2 separate regions of the Ovis aries genome follow, and region 2 is linked to region 1. Evidence: chromatin contacts called from public Hi-C data. All regions are on one chromosome and are shown on one strand. Each heading gives the region's core, a stretch centred on a gene start, on an enhancer-like site or on the middle of the called end of the contact. The rest is flanking DNA. Distances are from core to core; before and after follow the strand shown. Region 1 holds the start of POLQ (DNA polymerase theta). Region 2 overlaps HCLS1 (hematopoietic cell-specific Lyn substrate 1).

Evidence for each region. A called contact is a pair of places that touch in the nucleus more often than the background predicts.
Region 2: a contact with region 1 is called in a Hi-C map of tail adipose tissue, with 3 times the contacts expected there. The contact joins the enhancer-like site here to the promoter of POLQ in region 1. A contact is called at or near these places in 2 of 16 Hi-C or Micro-C datasets (skin fibroblasts and tail adipose tissue).

The regions. Positions count from the first base shown.
Region 1 is chr1:186,898,413-186,906,015 of ARS-UI_Ramb_v3.0, forward strand. It overlaps POLQ (DNA polymerase theta), which reads right to left and starts at 4,226. Exons shown (of 30, transcript XM_042231980.2): 1 at 3,932-4,226; 2 at 3,275-3,454. The coding sequence starts at 4,112.
Region 2 is chr1:186,985,134-186,992,736 of ARS-UI_Ramb_v3.0, forward strand. It overlaps HCLS1 (hematopoietic cell-specific Lyn substrate 1), which reads right to left. Exons shown (of 14, transcript XM_004002961.6): 4 at 2,728-2,857; 5 at 469-579. Among named protein-coding and RNA genes, the nearest start is that of HCLS1, 9.6 kb to the right of the region's middle. Within about 2 kb of position 4,653, at least 4 of the 54 cell types and tissues checked have an H3K27ac peak or open chromatin away from gene starts, as enhancers often do. A contact at or near this core is called in tail adipose tissue, where this site is marked.

The DNA of each region.
Region 1 (7,603 bases), core at 2,976-5,475:
GCTCAGTCCTGTCCGACTCTGCAACCCCTTGAATCACAGCACACCAGGCCTCCCTGTCCATCAACAACTCCCGGAGTTCACTCAAACTCACGTCCATCGAGTCAGTGATACCATCCAGCCATCTCATCCTCTGTCGTCCCCTTCTCCTCCTGCCCCCAATCCCTTCCAGCATCAGGGTCTTTTCCAATGAGTCAACTCTTCGCATGAGGTGGCCAAAGTACTGGAGTTTCAGCTTTAGCATCAGTCCTTCCAATGAACACCCAGGACTGATCTCCTTTAGAATGGACTGGTTGGATCTCCTTGCATAACCCTGAAACACCCAACTTTAAACCAGCTTTCTAAACACTCTCCCAGTGAAAAACAGAGACAAAGAAATCTTTGTAACAGCAATAAATGATGAATATTACTGAGTACCTAGCTTACACCTAAAGATCCTTTCCTTTAAGTACCAAATAGTTAAAAGCCCTACTATGAGGAAATAAACAGCTTAAATACATTGTGATAGAAGCTATGATAGATGCTGAAGGGGAAAAGCTATAAGGATTTATGTAAAGGAAACAGAATTTCAAAGGAGCAAAAAGGGAAAAAGAAAAGAATCCCAAGCAGAAAAAACAGCATGTGTAAAGGTCTAAAGGAAAGCCTAGTATATTCAGAAGATGGTAACTGAATGTCTGAAACAAAAAGTACAAGTAGGTAGGTAGGTTTAGTCAGTCAGTTGTGTCTGACTCTTGCGACCCCATGGACTGTAGCCCTGCCAGGCTCCTCTGTCCATGGGATTTCCCAGGCAAGAATACTGGAGTAGGTTGTCACAAGTAGGGGAGTAAAAGAGACATGAAAGTGCCACAAGAAAAAAAGTTTTATAATCCTACCACATAAGAAATTTACCCTGAAAGCAATGGAGAGTGATTAGTTGAGTTAGGTGAACGTGGAAAGGAGTGAGAAATTCATAACTGTACTTTACAGAGTTTGGCTGCAGAAGCAAAGTAAGGGCAGAAAGAAAAGATTCAGTTCAGTTTAGTTCAGTCACTCAGTCATGTCCGACTCTTTGCAACCCCATGAATCGCAGCATGCCAGGCCTCCTGGTCCGCACCAACTCCCGGAGTTCACTCAAACTCTCGTCCATCAGTCGGGGATGCCATCCAGCCATCTCATCCTCTGCCGTCCCCTTCTCCTCCTGCCCCCAATCCCTCCCAGCATCAGGGTCTTTTCCAATGAGTCAACTCTTCACATGAGGTGGCCAAAGTATTGGAGTTTTAGCTTTAGCATCAGTCCTTCCAATAAACACCCAGGACTGATCTCCCTTAGGATGGACTGGTTGGATCTCCTTGCAGTCCAAGGGACTCTCAAGAGTCTTCTCCAACACCACAGTTCAAAAGCATCAATTCTTCAGCGCTCAGCTTTCTTCACAGTCCAACTCTCACATCCATACATGACCACAGGAAAAACCATAGCCTTGACTAGACGGACCTTTGTTGGCAAAGTAATATCTCTGCTTTTCAATATACTATCTAGGTTGGTCATAACTTTTCTTCCAAGGAGTAAGCGTCTTTTAATTTCATAGCTGCAATCACCATCTGCAGTGATTTTGGAGCCCCCCAAAATAAAGTCTGACACTGTTTCTACTGTTTCCCATCTATTTCCCATGAAGTGATGGGAACAGATGCCATGTTCTTAGTTTTCTGAATGTTGTGCTTTAAGCCAACATTGTGTTCACTCTCCTCTTTCACTTTCATCAAGAGGCTTTTGAGTTCCTCTTCACTTTCTGCCATAAGGGTGGTGTCATCTGCATATCTGAGGTTATTGATATTTCTCCCGGCAATCTTGATTCCAGCTTGTGCTTCTTCCAGCCCAGCGTTTCTCATCATGTACTCTGCATAGAAGTTAAATAAGCAGGGTGACAATATACAGCCTTGACGTATCCCTTTTCCTATTTGGAACCAGTCTGTTCTTCCATGTCCAGTTCTAACTGTTGCTTCCTGACCTGCATAGAGGTTTCTCAAGAGGCAGGTCAGGTGATCTGGTATTCCCCTCTTTCAGAATTTTCCAGTTTATTGTGATCCACACAGTCAAAGGCTTTGGCATAGTCAATAGAGTAGAAACAGATGTTTTTCTGGAACTCTCTTGCTTTTTCAATGAATCAGCTTATGTTGGCAATTTGATCTCTCCTTCCTCTGCCTTTTCTAAAACCAGCTTGAACATCTAGTTACAAAGCTACTGCATAATCTAGAAGATGATAGTAACCTAGGTAATGCACCCAAGAACAAAGAGTACTGGTCAGAATCAAGATATTTGAGATAACAGACACTGGACCCGGTGATAAATTTATGTGAGTTGGTGACCAGAGTTATGAATGACACCCAAGTATTTAAGCAATTGAAATTGTCAGGGCATTCTACAACTACCACTAACTGCCACTAGCAATTAGTAAGAGTGTTTCTATATGACAAAAACTTTTCTATGCCCACAAGCAGGCACTCATGCTTTCTGTGTGCACTGTCACTCCCTCTCTTTCTCCTCCTCTCTCTCACGTAATCTGCAAGGTTACACAGCCAGTAAACAGCCTGAACTTGTATCTTGTTGTTCGGTCACCAAGTCATGTCACATTCTTCGGGACCTTATGAACTGCAACACACCAGGCTTCCCTGTCCTTCACTATCTCCTGGAGTTTATTCAAACTCATCATATCCATTGAGAAATAGATAGAAAATCTCCTAGCTATTTTTGGCAGCCATAATGAAAAATCTGGGTAACTCACAACTTCAGAGAAAACTGATCTTACCAAGTGATTAGATTCTAAAGTCAGTATTCTAAAGACAGATGGTTAAAAGTTTTATAAGTCAAAATTATTCTTGAAAGCCCATATAACCTTTCATAAAGTATTACATAAGGTTTTATGTATATACTCCTGTATGAGCAGGTCAACTTATAAACAGGTATGTATTATAAAATGTTCACACACTGAAAGGCAACTGAGATCAACTGTGGGAAGAACACATTTACATCTCATACTGCATGCTCACACTGGGATGAATGTTTGTTGAGAGGAAAGGCAAGCAGATAACTCTCTTTAAACTGCAGGGGTTTTGCCTTTCCCCACCCCACCATATAAGGGGATTTTCATAAATAAGGTATGCATATGATGAAACTCTGCTTTTCATATATTTTAAGACTTTCTCTAGTTATAAATTTCATCTGCCTTACCTCAATAGAGCATTCTCTACATTCATAATGTCTTTAAAATGGTACAGAAATTAATTTGCACAAATTTGAATACCTGAATAAACTAAATTCTTTCCTTCCAGGACTTGTCCAAGCAAAAGGCACTCTGCCTGCCATTCAAACATTTTTTTAACACCAAAACTGTGATATTTCTCCAGAACCGCTGTAGGAAGTCCCCAATTTGCCAACAGCAGCTTGTCTATTTGATCATCAGGAAACGTCTGCTTGCATTCCCCTTTTGGGGGAAAAAAAAAAACAAAAACAAAAAAGAAAAAAAGGAAGTAAGTAGTTAGTTTTAACGTAAGACTTCAGTAATTAGCCTTCTACTGAGTTTTGGAATTCCTACGTGTTATATATAACCTGCCATAAAACACATCCAATTTAAGTATCTGTAAGGAGTACTGGCACTGTTAGGCGTGAATCCCTTACAGGTGATGAGATTTGGCCAACTAGTAAGTTGTTTCCGTAAACAAATGTCGAAAGAATAAAAACCCAGAAACCACTTGAAGACTAATAATACCAGGAGGTCTCTGAACACGGACTGAAAGCTCTTCCTTGTCAACAGAAAGTGACATGCCGCTCAGGGCTGGAGTCACAAACTGAGAAAGGGAGTAGGAGCCGAGCGGGTCCTGTAAACGAGCGAGCTCCGCGCCGAAAGGACACCTCGCGACTAGCAGCCCATTTGAGCTGGCCACGGAGTGCCTGGGAGTACCTGTAGCTCCGGCCGGCCGGCGCCCACGATCCTTCAAGCTGCGTCCCAGGCCCGGAGGTGGGCTCAGCACCGGCCCGGAAAGGAGCAAGGGGTTGTCACTGCCGTCAAAGCCGCTTCCCGAAGACGAGTCTAAGCCTGATGCTGAACGTCGCTGTTTCCCACTCCAGCGCGTTATATTCATCGCGAAACCTTCTCCGCCATTCAGGGAAACGCAGAGTCCCAGCGTCCTCCCACTCGGAAAAAACTGACCCTGGCGACGAACGCGGCCGCCATCTTCCCGCCACGGTTTTAAAACGCAGGCCTCCCAGCCCGCCCCGGGACCATAGAGTTCCCAGTGGCGAGAGTAACCCGAGAACCATAAACTCTTGGGGAAGGAGCGGCTCTCGCTCGGTTTAGACCTCCCACGTCTCTATTGTTGATGGTTAGCGTAATAGAAACAGAGTTGGACCTAGATTAAACGCGGAAAAAACAGACTCAGTATATATAATCTCCAACTATAATCATACTGGCTTAAAATTTTTACTTTTCCTTTTGTCCATTTCTAGTTTAAATAGCAAGGTTATACTAACTTCGTAAAATGAACTGCCCATAATAGGTAGATTAGAGATGTAGTTCTATTTAACATATTGGTATTTTTAAAATAATTATTATAAGTTGTATGTGCGAAGAGCTGACTCATTGGAAAACACTCTGATGCAGGATAAGGAGTCAACAAAAGATGAGATGATTAGATGGCATCATCGACTAATTTGAGCAAACTCCAGGGGATAGTGAAGGACAGGGAAGCCTGGCATGCTGTAGCTCATGGGGTGGCAAGGAGTGGGACACGACTTGGCCTCTGAACAACAATATGTGCAAAATATTATACCAGTAAAATTTAGGATTTAGAATGGAGTGCAATTTACTCTCTCCTGGTGTATGATTGTAGGGCAGAGGCTATTTCTGTACACAATTTCTACTTTAGTCATTGTACACTGTAAGGAATATGTGATGGCGAGTACGATACTGCCACCGATAGACTTCTTAGATAGCAGAACGCTGCATGGAAGGGGCTCTGGATGTTCCAGAGTGATCATTCGGAACCAAGAGCTTATTGATGGATCTATGCTTTACCTTTTGGCAAAGTAGAATCAAGCGAGCTCTGGACTTAAGCTGATACCTGCTATTCACCTAATTGCACAATCCGTTTCACCAAGCAAATCTAGTAAGGGAAAGCCTACCCTAAAGAGTCGGTGGTTTCCTATAGCTCTAAAAATCTCAAAAGGACCAGTCAAACAACAGCAAAGCCTCTAATATAAGCCTGGGAAATAGGAGAATGAGTTCTATGAAACCTATCTTGTTAAAAAAAATTTTTTTGGACAATATTCCAAAATTCCACACGATGGAGTCATTACTCCATGAGGGAAACATTTTTCTTAGTTATCTTTTATGCTTTCATTCATTTACTCAACTAGTTATTGAGAATCTACTATTGAGTCTACTGTGCTAGGCACTGATATACAGGGAAATGGCAAGAAATGGTTCCTGCTCTCAAAGAGAAAGAGACTAAGGGAGACAAATATTAAACTAATTGAAAAATTAATTGACAATTTTAAATTGTACTAACATTCAGGACGGAGAAGGCAATGGCACCCACTCCCTACTCTTGCCTGGAAAATCCTATGGACAGAGGAGCCTGGTAGGCTGCAGTCCATGGGGTCGCTGTGAGTCGGATACGACTGAGTGACTTCACTTTCACTTTTCACTTTTATGCATTAGAGAAGGAAATGGCAACCCACTCCAGTGTTCTTGCCTGGAGAATCCCAGGGACGGGGGAGCCTGCTGGGCAGCCGTCTATGGGGTCACAGAGTCAGACACGACTGAGGTGACTTAGCAGCAGCAGTGCTCAGGAGGAAATAAAGAGTACTATTAAATAAAAGGGATCCTAATTTAGATGTTAAATATGCTGCCAAAGATTGAAGGTGGGAGGAGAAGGGGACAACAGAGGATGAGATGGTTGGATGGCACCCACCGACTGCATGGACATGAGTTTGAATAAGCTCCAGGAGTTGGTGATGGACAGGGAAGCCTGGCGTGCTGCAGTCCATGGGGTCACAAAGAGTCAGACATGACTGAGTGACTGAACTGAATTTAGATGTAGTCATGGAAGATCTTTCTGAGATGCAGTGTAGCATAGGGGTCCAGAGTATAACTCTGAAGACAGTCAATCTGTGTTTGAAGACTTAGTAGCTGTGTGATCCTTGCTTAACTCCTTGAGCTTCCTTTTCCTCATCTATATGATGAAGATGGGGCTTCCCTGGTGGCTCAGAAGGTAAAGCATCTGCCCACAATGTGGGAGACCCAGGTTTGATCCCTGGGTTGTGAAGATCCCCTGGAGAAGGGAATGGCAACCCATTCCAGTACTCTTGCTTGGAAAATCCCATGGATAGAGTCGGACACGACTGAGAGACTTCTTTCTTCACTTTCTTTCTTTATGATGGATATAATAAAAATAACAACTATTAATATTTGGTTATTATGAACACTAAGTTAATAGGTGTAAAGTGCTTAGAACAGTCCTCACCACATACAAGTACTGTTCAGAGAAAATGCTATATAAATGTTCTAATATTGCTCCCAATATAAAACCAGCACTTTGACATAAAAAGAATAAACACAGAAATCTGTCACAAAGTTATTCTGTTCTTATTAGGTGAACTATGATCAACTGAGAAAAATAACTTAGAAGAAATTGAAAGGCATGATTTGTGTCATCTTTCTGAAAAGCCTAGAGAATATTTTTAAATTTACAGTTTATTTCAAACATTCAACATAAATTTCTAATTTAAAAAACTCTTAGAAAATTCAAGACAGCGGGGACATAGGTACACCTATGGTTAATTCATGTTGTATAACAGAAATCAAACCAATATTGTAAAGCAATCATCAATCAATTAAAAATAAATATTTTTAAAGCTCTTAGAAAATAGAAAAGAGAAGTTTACTTCTCAAAAATGTTAAATATTTTGTGTGCTGTTACCATAATTATTAATGCAGGTTAGTACACCTGAAGTATTCCCCCCTGTCTTTTAACTGTGTCTGAGGTTGGATTCCTTGAATTTTATTTGTGGTAAATCTTCAAGGTCTGCATTAAAGCACTTGAAAAGTTTTTTGCATGTATTTCTGCCAGATACCTAGGAGACATAACAATTACAGCCCATTTTAAATATAGAGAAGGACATTGCAGCCCATATCAAGAAGGAGTTTGACAAGAAGTACAACCCCAGCTGGCACTACATAGCGGACGTCATGTGACACATGAAATCAAACACTTCATCTACTTCTACCTGAGCCAAGTGGCCGTTCTCCTGTTCAAATCTGGTTTAAAAATTGGACTGTGTCACACATCCAATGATCCATCCAAAAACAAGAACTGCAGCCTAAATTCCAAATACCAGAGAGGAAAGTCTTCAGCCTTGCCTAAGGGAAGACCTTAATCTTTGAACCTCTATTATGTTTTGTACAGGGCAGGAGACGCTGGTTTAATCCCCTTGAAGATTCCATGGACAGAGGAGCCTGGTGGGCTACAGTCCAAAAGTTCACAAAGAGTAGGACATAAGTGATCAATTAAGCACTAGCACTAGCATAATGTTTGACATCCAGAGCCAAATTTGCACAGCTTCCACACTCACC
Region 2 (7,603 bases), core at 3,403-5,902, 87 kb after region 1:
TGAAAAGTAACATTTACATGCTAAAAGTATTGTAACCTTAATTAGTTGTTTTACTTGATTATTTGCTACCATTGTAATAATATTTCAGCTGATATTTCTGTTTTCCTGAAAGGCATAAATAAATATTTATAAGACTTTGCTATTAGGCCAAAGGAGGAGCTTCGGAATTTCCACTTTTCTCTTCATGCACACAGGATTGATAAAACCAATGGCTTAGGGATTCCTTATTCAGAGTTTGAGAGTCTTATCTCTTTTAAATGAACAGCTTTCAGCTCAGGATGTGGCCTCCAACAGTGGCACCAAAGAACTTGCTGATGTAGTTGTGTGGGAACCATTCTCATGATGGACCCTCCTTGAGACCACAGCCCCATCTTTCCACAGGAGAAGCACAGGCTACATTCAAGGTATCGTTGGTAAGTCCCACATGATCTGAGTTGGATGGCCCAGGGAGAGAGTGTTGTCACTTACCTTGTCTGCCCTGTCCTTCTCAACTCCATATTTACCCCCAAAGCCTCTGGCAGCATCAGTCTGAGAAGAGTGCTTCTCCACCTCAGCAACATACTCATGGCCCACGGCACTCTGAGAAAAATCAAGATGGGAATGAGTAAGTAGATAAAAAATGACCAAAGGAAAAATATAATGATGCAGAGATAGGACAGGATGTAATAATATAAGAAATTTCATTCTGGGTCATATTGATAACCTATGCTGATATATACTATACTGATAATCTGACAGTAGTGCCAAGGAACATGTAATGGGAGAGCAAGGTTACTTTTTCTGGAGCCTTGCACATCCTGATTCTTCTTTAATACCACTAGGAAGCCATCCTTTAGGAAACTCCCATAAGATGGGTTGGGAACTAGAAGGATAGAGACTGCATAGACAAAGTGGTGTTTAAACCGGAAACAAAAGAGGGTGAAACAAGGGCTTTGTGTATCAAAATAGGGATGAGGGTAGTTACTGAGGAGAGACCTAAGGGGACTGACAAGACGCCATAGCCAGGACTGAATATTTCTCTAACACAACCAGGTGCTTTTGTTTTGGATCTTTGTTCCTGTAAGACCATCAGAGTTCTGAAGTGCCACATGAGCCCTGATATTAAGTGACTGACTCTATACCAAATGGGGCTGGTAGACAATACAATGAGTAGTCATGACATAAAATTTAATTTTTTAAACACCCTCTTCCACTTCTTCCTCCTAGCATTTTCTACTTGGTTTTGAAAGGTATGTCCCTTTCAATGTTTTGATATGGATGCTTTAATAACCTTGAAATTGAATAATACTTCAAACCAAATGGGCTTCCCTAGTGGCTCAGATGCTAAAGAATCTGCCTGCAATGCAGGAGACCCAGGTTAAATCCCTGGGTTGGGAAGATCCCCCAGAGAATGAAATGGAAAACCACAACAGTATTCAAACCAAACAGTGATACCTTACAGAGTCTCAACTAAGAAGAAATTAGAAAGCTTCCTCTTCCTCCTGCATTTCCAATTCCATGCTGACATAAATACAGAGAGTGATGTGAAGCACTGCCCTATATGAGCTCCTGGGGGCTCACTTTGCAGTATTTTTGGGTCTGAGTAGGTCAACTTTGCTTGCTGAATTCAAGAATGAATGACTGCTTATCTACATTTCTTTTTCCTAGGAATTCTGTAGGAGAATACAATGTCTGGACTGCATTTTACACAATGACCAAACAAAACACTTCTTGAGGGTGGACTAAAGGTTTTCATTGAATTGTTTTTTCTCTGTGGAGATTAAACATTTTTAAATTATAGGAATATATCTCTATTTTTGAGGTTAGGAAAATCAATGGAAAAATATGATTCACCATACAAGCTTTCTTGTATCATACTTTCATAGTATCTAGTGGATAAAGGAAAGATAATATTATATTCAAGGGCATCTAATAGACAAAACCCCATCAATATTTTTCACACCTATGTGCAAATCATAAGTGATGTGTCAGTTCAGTTCAGTTCGTGTCCAACTCTTTGCAACCCCATGAATTGCAGCACTCCAGGCCACCCTGTCCATCACCAACTCCCGGAGTTCACTCAAACTCATGTCCATTGAGTCAGTGATGCCATCCAGCCATCTCTTCCTCTGTCATTCCCTTCTTCTCCTGCCCCCAATCCCTCCCAGCATCAGAGTCTTTTCCAATGAGTCAACGAATGTATTAAAAAAACCCACTAAATATACAGTAAACAGTAAAAGAAGTTGCAGCAAAGACATAATACACATACATTTTAAAGCAGTAAATGACTTTAAAACCTGTTTTCCCCTTCTCTATGTGTGTTCTGTGTCTATTCAGTCTAGGAATTACAGTGTAGCTGAGCCTACACTAGGCCAGTTCTAAATTCTTGGCTCCCATTTTCTGCCATCTATATATTATGTGTTGAAATCAGGGGAAAAATGATACAAATAATATGTGAACATTCTATTTTAATACTTATTTTATTTGTCTGTACCAGGTATTAGTCATGGTATGCAGGATCTTTAGCTGTGGCATGTGGGATCTAGTTCCCTGACTAGGGATCAAACTCAGGCCCCCAGCATTGGGAACTCGGCATCTTAACCACTGGATCACCAGGGAAGTCCGTGGACATTCAATTTTAAAACCAAATGGATGTTTTACTTTTGAGTAAGTTTTAACCATAAAATCAACAAATGAATCAATTTATCTAATTTTTTTTTTTAAAGCAAATATCCCCTTTCAATTCACCTTGTCCATTCGGTCTTTTTCCACTCCAAACCGACCTCCATAGCCATGAGATGCTTTGGGCCCTGACTCCATCTCTTTCTTCTTGAGAATATCATGCTCCTCTGATACTTTGTTCCTCAGCAGGTGGATGCTAGAAGCAAACACATCACAGAGACTTGTCTAGCACAGAGAAGTCAATGAACCCTCCTTGCCAGAAAAATAGTAATTTTGCAGTGTGTTATGTTCATTTTTAGCAATAGTCCCAAACAAGTCCCAAATAACCTGTGCTGGGTCTGGGAGTAAGGGATTGGTGTGGCCAGCATATATACCCTGATACGAACTCTTCATAAACCAATACTATCCTCTAGTCTGTCATTTTGTTCACTAAATAACCTTCTGATATTTAGACTCATGTTTCTAAATGTTAGAGGCCAATAATTGAAGAGTTATTTTCCTCTCTGAATGGATTTGCTGTCTAACAATTAGGTGTTCTACCTCAAGAAGCACAAAAAGATTCATATACCCTTTACCCACACATTCTAGAAGTCTATCCGGAGGAAATAACTTTAACTGTGGCAAAGCGTAGTGTCTAATGATATTCAGTGGAACATTGTATTTAGTAATAAGAACCAAGAAACATTTTATGTGGAGAAAATTGGGGAATAGTTAAGTAAATTGCACATTACTTTTTAATGGCACATGAGGAAGTCATTAAAGACATTGAGTAGGAAAAATACATCATTGAGGAATTTATCTACACATAAAGTATTTTATGTCTCTGCTTGTTAAAAATGAATGCCCTTCACACTGCCCCTAAATCTGCCTATTCCCAAGAGAACTAAAAATTAATAACCTTTATCTGGGATACCTCTATCCTTAAGAGAACATAACACTGAAAGGAGGCATTCTCCCCTTTACTTCACTTTCATCTTTACCATGGTGGTGGTGGTGGTGCTGCTGCTAAGTCACTTCAGTCGTGTCCGACTCTGTGTGACCCCACAGACGGCAGCCCACCAGGCTCCCCCGTCCCTGGGATTCTCCAGGCCAAGAACACTGGAGTGGGTTGCCATTTCCATCTCCAATGAATGAAAGTGAAATGTGAAAGTGAAGTTGCTCAGTCGTGTCCGACCCTTAGCGACCCCATGGACTGCAGCCTACCAGGCTCCTCCGTCCATGGGATTTTCCAGGCAAGAGTACTGGAGTGGGGTGCCATTGCCTTCTCCATGGTGGTGCTAGTGGTAAAGAACTTGTCTATCAATGAATGAGACATAAGAAATGCAAGTTTGATCCCTGGGTTGGGAAGATCCCCGGGAGAAGGAAATGGCAACCCACTCCAGTATTCTTGCCTAGAGAATCCCATGGACAGAGGAACCTGGTGGGCCACAGTCCATAGGGTCACAAAGAGTCGGACATGACTGAAGCGAATAAGCACAGCATAGTACACAGAACATCTACGGGTATTTGTTTGGCCTGAGGATATGAAGTGATAGCTCAGCACCAGCACCAACCCCAGCTCCAATAAGTGACAATCAGGACTGATACTTAGACACATATAATGACCACTGGGGATTCTTAGAAACACTTGGGCAAGAGAATCCTAAATAAAAAATTTAATTTCCTGCAGCGAGAAATGGAGGTTTGGAGAACTGAGATAGCAATTTTCCTGGAAATTTATTAGCTCATATAAACCAGACATATTGGTTACAGTTAGAGTGGCCATCTCATAGACAAAATTCTCCTCTTTCATGGAAGAATAGATCCATCTTGTGGCCTTGTAGTGTAAGGCCACCAGAAGTCTTTTTTTAAAGCCATCTCAGCTTTAGTCAAAGTTAATTTTAGAAAATTGGCTTTGACCCAGATGAAATTAAGCTAAGAGCTGGAAGAACCCTCTGTTCCTGTGCCTGCTCTAAACCTTCTGGCAGCCGGGAAGGCAGAGATCCTGTGTTGCTAGTTTGACAACATCAACACTTTAGAACTACCTGTGTCCAAAAAAGTTACTGGTGCCAAGAACAGGTAAATGATCTATTTCCCAACCAAAGTTTTCAGATGAAGAATGAAGAAAATGTGACTAGACATTACTTTCAAATGGGGGAAAATATGCAAAGTTTTAATAAATCCAGTCACTGTTGTATGAATCATAACTGTTTTATAGTTGAAACAAGTTTTTAAAGGGATTAGAAAATGAGATTCAGGAATATCCCCCTAATAGTTGGCTGTGAGGCTAATCAGAGAATCATGACAACAGATAATAAAATTTGAATGAAAATGTTGGGGCCAGCAAAGACCAACTTTTTACCAAATTCTTTAGACTATAGCTGAAGCTACTATAAATGTGTTGTATTATTCCATTATTAAATAAATATTAATTAAATATTTATAAATATTTTTTAGTGTGAAGTACCGTTAGACTCTGACAATACAAAGATAATTAATATATGAAAATAGTGATCAGATGCAAGATATAGAGAGGAAACTAAAAGTTATATTTCAATGTCCTAATTGGCATACCTAAGAAACCTGACACATTAACTCTCAGAAGCCTATTTAAAGTCTTGCCTTGGAATTGATAAAGCAATATAGTTTATAGTAACCAGGACCTCAAAGATGAGCTAAGAGAAGGAACAGAATGTTTTTTGTGGTTTTTATGATAAAAGTAAAAGTACAAAAATTAGTGACTCAGACTATAAAATTTTATTCACAAACAATGATCCTAGACAAAGAAAATTCTAAAGAATCTACATCAGTTTGCTACTAGAACTATTCAGTACATTTAGCAAGATGCCAATGTAGCAAGGTGCCAAACAAGATTACAATCAAAAGCAATTTTATTTCTACATACTAGCCACAGACATTTGAGAATTTAAAGTTAAAAATAAATTCTACTTACCATCACATGAAATAACACTAAATATTTTAGAATAACTTTAATTAAATATGTGTAAGACCTGAACACTGAAAAACATTTCTGAAAAGATTAAAGAAGAGCTAAGTAAATGGAAACATATCCCATATTCATGGCTTGGAAAACTTGAGATCATTAAGATGTAATAAAAATAAATAAAAATATTAGTCGCTCAGTTGTGTCCGACTTTTTGAGACCCCCATGGACTGTAGCCCGCCAAGCTCCTCTGTCCATGGGATTCTCTAGGCAAAAATACTGGAGTGGGTTGCCATTTCCTCTTCCAGCATTAAAATGTAAGTTATCTCCAAATCGATGGTCTATAGATTCAGTGCAATTCCAGTCAAAATACCAACAGGTATTTTTGTAGGAATCAACTAGCTAATTCTAAAATGTGTGTGGAAATGTAAAGTTCTGGGTTAATAAAAAGTTATTTTTTAAAGGAGCACAAAGTTGAAGGACTACCTGATTTCATTGCTACAATAAAAGGTACAGTACAATAATGTTACAACATTCAGTGCAGTATGGTATGGGTCAGAGCAGACATAAATCAATAAAATAGTTTAGAAATGGACCTTCACATATATGGTCAAAGATGCTAGGTAAATCAATGAAGAAAGAATAGTCTTTTAATGATGTGGGAATAATGAACTCTCCAAATGGAAATAAAATGAACTTCAATCTTTGCCTCACACTGTACACAAAAACAAATTTGAAGTAAATTGTAGACTTAAATGTAAAAGCTAAAACTATAAGGCTTTTAGAAAAAGACATAGGAAAAAAATCTTCACAATTTGAGGTAGGCAAAAATTCCCTAGACACATAGGCACTGACCATAAAAATTTTTTATAAAATTAGACTTCATCAGAATTAACATATTTTGATCTTTAAAAGAAGCTATTAATAGAGTGAAAAGGCAAGTTATAGTCTGGCAGAAAATATTTATAAAACATACATGTCACAAAAGACTTTTATCTAGAATATTTAAAGAACTCTTAAAACTTAAAAGAATACAAATAACCCAGTTTAAAAATGAGAAAAAGATTTGAATAGACACTTCAAAACGAAGACATATGAAAATACATGAATGGTACGTGAAAAGATGTTCAATAAAATTAACCAGCAGAAAAATACAAGTTAAAATCACTACACACTTACAAAAATGATTAAAAATACTAACAATACTAAGTATAGACAAAGACGTTGAACAATTAAAACTCATCCATTATTGGTAGGAGTGAAAAAACATTTCTTTCAGAAAGCAGTTTCTTAAAAAACTAAAACAGACTTTTTATATGACTCAGGAATTCTACTATAGGTAGAAGTAAAAATATAGGTAAAGAAAAAGATTTGGACCCGATGTTCATGACAGTTTTACTTGACAGCTTTATTTATTTTTACCTGACCTTCAAAAGGAACAAAAGACTGATACACACAAGGCCATGAATAGATCTCAAAAATATTATGCTGAGTGAAAGAAGACAGACACAAAAAATACATTATGTATTACTCCATTTACATGCAATTCTAGGACAGGAAAAATTAAGCTATAGTGACAAGAAGCAGATCAGTATTCATATCCAGCCTCGTAAAGAGGTGCATGAACATAAGTGAGGAAAGTTGGTGAGAAGAAGATGGAGAGAAGACAAGAACCCTTGAAAACTAGGCAGGTCCTGGAAACACCAGACTGCTTGGAGCTGCCTGGCCCAGGACTTCTCTACACAATAGGTGAAGGATGGATAGGGTCATTTGAACTATTTACCGAATTACCAAACCACTCCTCAAACTATTTTAGGTCTATTTTCACAGACCTAAAAAAGAAAGATCATGGGGGATGGTAGTGAGATTAATGAGAACCACAATCACTTCCTTTTCCTGCTTTGAATCATCTGAGCTCTGCAGCTACTGTTCTCTTCTACTTCCCTTCCTTTCCAAGGACCTTGGTGATTCCCATCTGACCTTAAAGGTTGTTCTAGTCCACATGAGACAAAAAGAACC